Regions from separate parts of the Sus scrofa genome. Here region 1 is linked to region 2. A link is a contact called in public Hi-C data. All regions are on one chromosome and are shown on one strand. The core of a region is the stretch at or near the end of the contact, and the rest is flanking DNA. Distances in the headings are between cores, read along the strand shown. Region 1 overlaps OSBPL3 (oxysterol-binding protein-related protein 3). Region 2 holds the start of OSBPL3 (oxysterol-binding protein-related protein 3).

Region 1 (2,802 bases), core at 12-2,511, 110 kb before region 2:
CAAATGCATAGAGTCCTAAATACACCGTTACACTAACACAAAATAGTTTCACTTCCCTCAAAATGCTTCTCCTTGACCTTGGTCCTCTCTCTCTTAACCTTCCTTGGAAACCAGTATCTTTACTTCTTCAATGTGGAAACCGAGGAAGAGAGAATTAGGTACCTTCCTAAAGCTAGAAAGTCACCTGACTGTGAAATCCTTTTTTTTTCCTTTGTGGTCATTTTTGGCTGTCCCTCGGCACATGGAGCTCCTCGACCAGGGATCAGATCGGAGCCACCGTCTCGACTGAAGCCGCAGGTGCGGCAACTCCAGATCCCTAACCCACTGTGCCCCGCGGGGAATCAAACCTGTATCCCAGCAGCTGTGCCACAGTGGGAGCTCCTGAAATCTGTCTTTTCAATTATCCTGCTATACATCACAGGACACTGTATACCCTACTGTAACTACAATATGCACATTCTGATGATGAACAAGGAGTAAAAGCCGCCGGGCAGGGGGACAGGGGTGGCTAAATCCAAGATCTGAGGCGACCTGGAGGAGTTAAGAAGCCCTGCGCTATGGATAGACACGCAAGGCCGGGATCCTGAGCAGACAGACCTCCTGTCCTGCCTCCATAGTCTCGGCTCCTGAGAAGTTCTCACTCAGCCCCACACCTCCTCCTGGGGCAGAACCTCTCTCCCTCCTCAGCACGCACACAGACCTCAGTGGCATGGTCTGTGTCCCCAGCTTGAATGCGGGTACCCTGAGGACAGGAGCCGGGGCTTCTTTCTTCTCATCTCACCACCTGTGACACAGGGATCCATATTTGCTGAACAAAGGAGTCTGTGGAGCAAGGGGGTATAAAAAGGGCCCCACAGAACCCTGGGGGTCAGGGACTTTATTACTTTTTAGGGCATATGTGCGGAATATGGAAGGTTCCAGGATAGGGGTCGAATCCGAGCTACAGCTGCCGGTCTACGCCACAGCCACAGCAACGTGGGATCTGAGCCGTATCTGCAAACTACACCACAGCTCACGGCCACACCAGATCCTTAACCCACTGAGCGAGGCCAGGGATCCAACCCACATCCTCATAGATCCTAGCCGGGTTCATCACCGCCGGGCCATGCCGGGAACTCCAGGGACTTTAATACCCTGTGCCGGATTGGAGTGAACTGGTACTCGGGTTACTCTTGGCAAAAGCACCGGGTGTCAGGGAGTGGCTTCTGCTGGGTCTCACACACCCTGTGACCCAGGAGGAGCACGTGCACCTTGAGCTGTGAGCCCTGAGATACACAGGACAGGGAGGACTTGGGCCCCAGGGGAGATCAGGGCCCTGCAGACTTAGCCCAGCATAGCTGGGCTGATGTCCTGCCCTGGGGGTGTCGGGCTTAAGGCTCCCCGTGAATATCAGATGGAAAGAAAAACATGACAGGGTCTAGGGGAAACAGCTTCTTAAGCTCTTTTGGGTGTAACTGAAGATAGACTGGTCCTGTCATCTGGCATTAAATTCAGTCTGTTTTACTGAACGTCTAAAAGGGCTAAATATAGAAAGCTGCTTTGTGGTCGGAGAGGCAGCTAAGCATTTATTCATGCTCATGAGCTGGCCAAGTTCATTTCCATACTGCTGAGTGCACGAATTGAAAGCATCTCTCCCTCCAGCACAGCTGTTTGCACAGCGTCCATCTCTTCTGCACCTTTCAAAGGCTGGATTCTCAGTCGCAGCCCTTGCAGAGATGTCAGAAATAGAAAGCGCTTGAAACCTTCATTCCTCCTGCAGCGGAAGAGGGTTGTGGGAGGAAGTTCTGTGGTCGCCTCTATCTGGCGTGACCGGAGAGTTGGTGGTATTGATTATTTATTTAGTCTGTTTACCAGGTTTTTAAAAATCACCAGGCAATACCCAGCATTAAATCATGTGGAACATAATTTGTCTTTAATGATTTTAAAGGCAACTGTAACCTTCTAAAGCCCCAGGATCATCAATATTACCTTTTTTTGGGGGGGGGTCATTTTTGGCTGCCCCTCAGCTTAGGGAGCTCTGGGGCCAAGGATCAGATCGGAGCCACAGTTGCAACTTAAGCCACAGCTGTGGCAACACAGGATCCCTAACCCACTGCGCTGGGCGGGGCGGGGGCGGGGATGGAACCTGCATCTCAGAGGCTCCCAAGAGGCCACCGATCCTGCTGCACAGCAGGAGCTCCAATGGTATCTTTTATGACCCTTCTATGAACACATGGAAATACTTGTGACTAGGTCTCCAGTTAACATGATGACAGCTTTGCCTGGTGTCAGACCAATTTGGGACTTAGCCCCCCAAGTCTTATCCTGACACTTGGGGAGTTGCTGCTCCTTGTCAATTGTCTCTTCCTCACCTAAGGTTTTTTGGAGACCAACAGGCCTGACGGCAAGAGAAATCAAAAGAACAAGGTGGAGGGGCATGTGATCTAACGCACTGCTTCTCACTTGTAACGTGTGCACCAACCACTGAAGATCGCATCAAAACGCGGAGGTCAGGTTCGTAGGTTTGGGGTGAGACCTGAGCTTCTGCACCTGCACAGGGGAAGCCACTTCTGCTGCGGGACTACGAGCCCACTCCGTGGACACCCTCTGGGAGACCAGGCTGGCTTAAAGAACTGGGGTTTCATTCGACAGATTCGGAGGGTAAAACTGGGACCAATGGGTGAGGTGAGAACTATAAGGCCCTGGATTCCAGCTTGGCATAAAGAGGGATTATATGATGACCTAGTAATTAGTGCTATGAACATACAGGAACGAGAGGGGTGATCAATGAAAAATCAAGCTCCCCAGTCACTGGAGAGCTCC
Region 2 (2,868 bases), core at 104-2,603:
AGGCCTCGGGGCATTTCGGCGCATGCCTGCCGAAGTGGCCTCCTTGGGCCAGAAGGGGGACCTCATCTTGTATGATGCTTGAGGGTATAGCTAGATCAGAAGTTAGACCGACACCTTTATGCATCTGTGAATGATTCTCTTTTGTAGGCTAGGCTGCAGCTTAAAATCTTTCTAAATGCCCTCATCCCAGTACTCAAACTCGGAGGATCAGTGCAACACAGGGCGGGGAGGAGGGGGGGGTGGCTGCAGATACACCTCGACACAGTCCCCAGACAAATCGCAAGCGACAACTTCCCAGCTCCATCAGGTCAGAGTCCTGACTAGGGGGAGGCTGGTAGTTTGTGAGACGGAGAGAGGGAATGCAGGTGTCCAGAAGGTGGCTGGCAAGTTGCATTACCAAAAGAGGGAGGCGCGCGCCCTGGCTTCAGAAATACCCGGACGATCTACAACAATGCCCATCTGGGACTCCAGAAGCTGCAAGAGCTTCCCAGAGTGCTGGGAAGGAGGAACGTGCTCTCAGCCCCCAACCGGGGCACCGGGGAGCGCAGCAGGCCGGGCGCGGGCAGGAGAGCAAGCCCCGAGCCTAAAAGGACAGCGCCGCCCGGGTCCCCCCGGAGAGCCCCATCCCGCGGATGTGGTGAAGCCTACTAGCGCTCGGCCCAATTCAGCTGGTTTCCTGTGCCTCCCGCCCCGGGCGCCGCGCCTCCCGGCTGCCCAGAACAGTCTCTCCGCCCCGCATCCTCCGGCGCCGGGACCTGGCCTCCGTGCCTTCTTGCCACCAATCCTGGTCACACCGCCCCTCCTAAGGACGGCACTCCAGGGTGGGCAGCCTTCGGGGCCCTAATCCCCGGGAGGCCGGCACCGCGGGCGATCTCCCCAACTCGGGACTGCCCCCACTAACCGACTCTTCCCTGGGGCGACAGGAGGCCGACTCCAGTCCTGCCGAGACGCGGCGCCCCCCAAACCACAGTCCTTCCGAGCCCGCACCAGCGCCCGGCCCCCACTACACCCCGACACCATTCGGTCGGGCGTCCAGGTGCTTACCTGCGCGCTCTGCCCCCGGGGACGCCGCCTAGTTCCCCGGTGCCCGACTCCAGGGTTCGCCCACACACGCAGGAGGCAAACCTGGCTTCTCCGGTCCCCCCGCAACGCGCAGCTACAGCAACAGCCTCAGGAGACAGGGGCGCGGACCGCGACTCGCCGCCAGCCGCCCGGCCGCGCCACGCACGGGCAGCCTGGCGCCCGCCACCCCCTGTCCCGCTCGAATCGCAGACGCTGCGATCGCAGCTCGGGTTCCCAGTACTTTGCCCAGAACTTCTCCGCGCGCGCAGCTAGGCAATTAGCGGGAGGTGGGGGAAGGAGGAGCGCGGGCGAGGAGGAGGAGGAGCCTGCCCCCGCCCCGGGGCGGGGCAACACGGGGAGGGTGGGAGGGGTGGCAGAGTGACCCAAACTCTCACCAATCAGGAGTCGTCCCCGGGAAAGGAGGTGGGGAGATGCACGGGAAGAAGCGGACTGATTCCGCGATGCAGTCAGAGGAGTTGGGAACCCGAGTTCCCCACAGGTGCGAGGTCGGGAGGGAGGTGAGAGCTGCTGCTGGGCTGGGGGAAGGGGTTTCCGCCTGCCCAGTGCGCTCCCTTGGTGCTCAATAAATGTTTGTGGAGCGGCGTTTCCGGGCCAGGGAGGGAGGAAGAAGCGAGGACGGCACGGGAGGGGCTGGTTTAAGGACAAGGTTTCTGGGGACACGTTGGTCAAACAGGCAAAGAGGACGCCACCTCCTGAGGAACTCGGACCGAGGCAAAGGGATGGAGAATGGAAAAAACATGGGATGACGGAGAGCAGAATCCGCTTGGGACCCGGGCGGGAGACTGTGACTCCAGCATCCAGAGGCAGTGGTGCAGATGGTGCAGGGTCCCAGGAGAAGCCCCGAGGGGAATGTGGTTGGTTATTCTATGCAGTTCAGTCGCCAGTTAGAAGAGAGAGAAAGCATCACAGTTAGAATTAAAATGCAGGAGTTCCTTGGTAGACGAGAAAGCCCACCTGACTTGACTGCCCGCTCCTTCCTCTGCCCCCTTTGATCCTAGCGGGAACGAAAGCAGTTGATCACCTGGGCTCAGTTTGGGCTCAGTGTGTCGGATGCCGCAGGGGGCGGGATGGAAAGGGAATTAACATTTACTGAGCGCCTACTGTGTGCTCCCGGAACAGCTGTGAGCTCGAAGCTGTGCATAATGGCACCACAGGCTTCTGCTCTCCTGCTTTCGCTTTAGTAGGGAGACAGACCGTGAACAAAGAAGAACACCTGCAAATATAAACAATCGAGAAAGGCCGAAGATCTGTGAGCATTGAGGTAATTGCTAAACAGAGCTTTCAAAAGTGGTGACAGATGTGACAGAGAGCTGTGCAATACCCCGAGGGCCTTTCAGCGGGTGTGGCTTTTACACAGATTTCTGAACCAGGGAAAAGATCTGCCACACCCGTCTCGGAAAGAGCGTTCCAGGCAGGGGGAATGGCAAAAGCAAGGTATGTAGCCTCCCCTGAAGAGCCATCTAACCTCCCTTGCACAATGAGTGTGGCTCGCTAGGCGCGGTGCCTGGCACAGAGTAGGGACTCCAGAAGGTGAAATCCCAGCGCTACCCACCCCCTACGGCACTCGACGCATTTCCAGTCTCCCGACTGATCCCAAATAAGGTTTCTGACGCTCTTGCAGGAGCCACACTATCCACATTTCATTCATTGCTCTCGGTTCTCCGCATTCTGGAACCATCCCCGTCGCAGGATGTCTGGGACTGTCTGTTTTGGATCTGGCAGGCAGCGAGCGAGGGCGGGAGGATCCCGACAAGCTGCGGAACGAACCCACCGTTGTGCTGCCCG

The links. Hi-C and Micro-C count contacts between places; a contact is called where the count stands out from the background.
Region 1: a Hi-C map of alveolar macrophages shows a contact between it and region 2, with 2.0 times the contacts expected there. The contact joins the enhancer-like site here to the promoter of OSBPL3 in region 2. A contact is called at or near these places in 2 of 5 promoter capture datasets (both in liver), 10 of 47 Hi-C or Micro-C datasets (alveolar macrophages, embryonic fibroblasts, fetal heart ventricle and 4 more) and 1 of 2 datasets of contacts at active chromatin or transcription factors (alveolar macrophages).

What each region holds. Positions count from the first base shown.
Region 1 is chr18:47,405,405-47,408,206 of Sscrofa11.1, reverse strand. All of the region lies in intron 2 of OSBPL3 (oxysterol-binding protein-related protein 3), which reads right to left. Among named protein-coding and RNA genes, the nearest start is that of OSBPL3, 110 kb to the right of the region's middle. Within about 2 kb of position 1,261, at least 22 of the 83 cell types and tissues checked have an H3K27ac peak or open chromatin away from gene starts, as enhancers often do. A contact at or near this core is called in alveolar macrophages, where this site is marked.
Region 2 is chr18:47,296,788-47,299,655 of Sscrofa11.1, reverse strand. OSBPL3 (oxysterol-binding protein-related protein 3) reads right to left here and starts at 1,353. Exons shown (of 23, transcript XM_021079019.1): 1 at 1,045-1,353.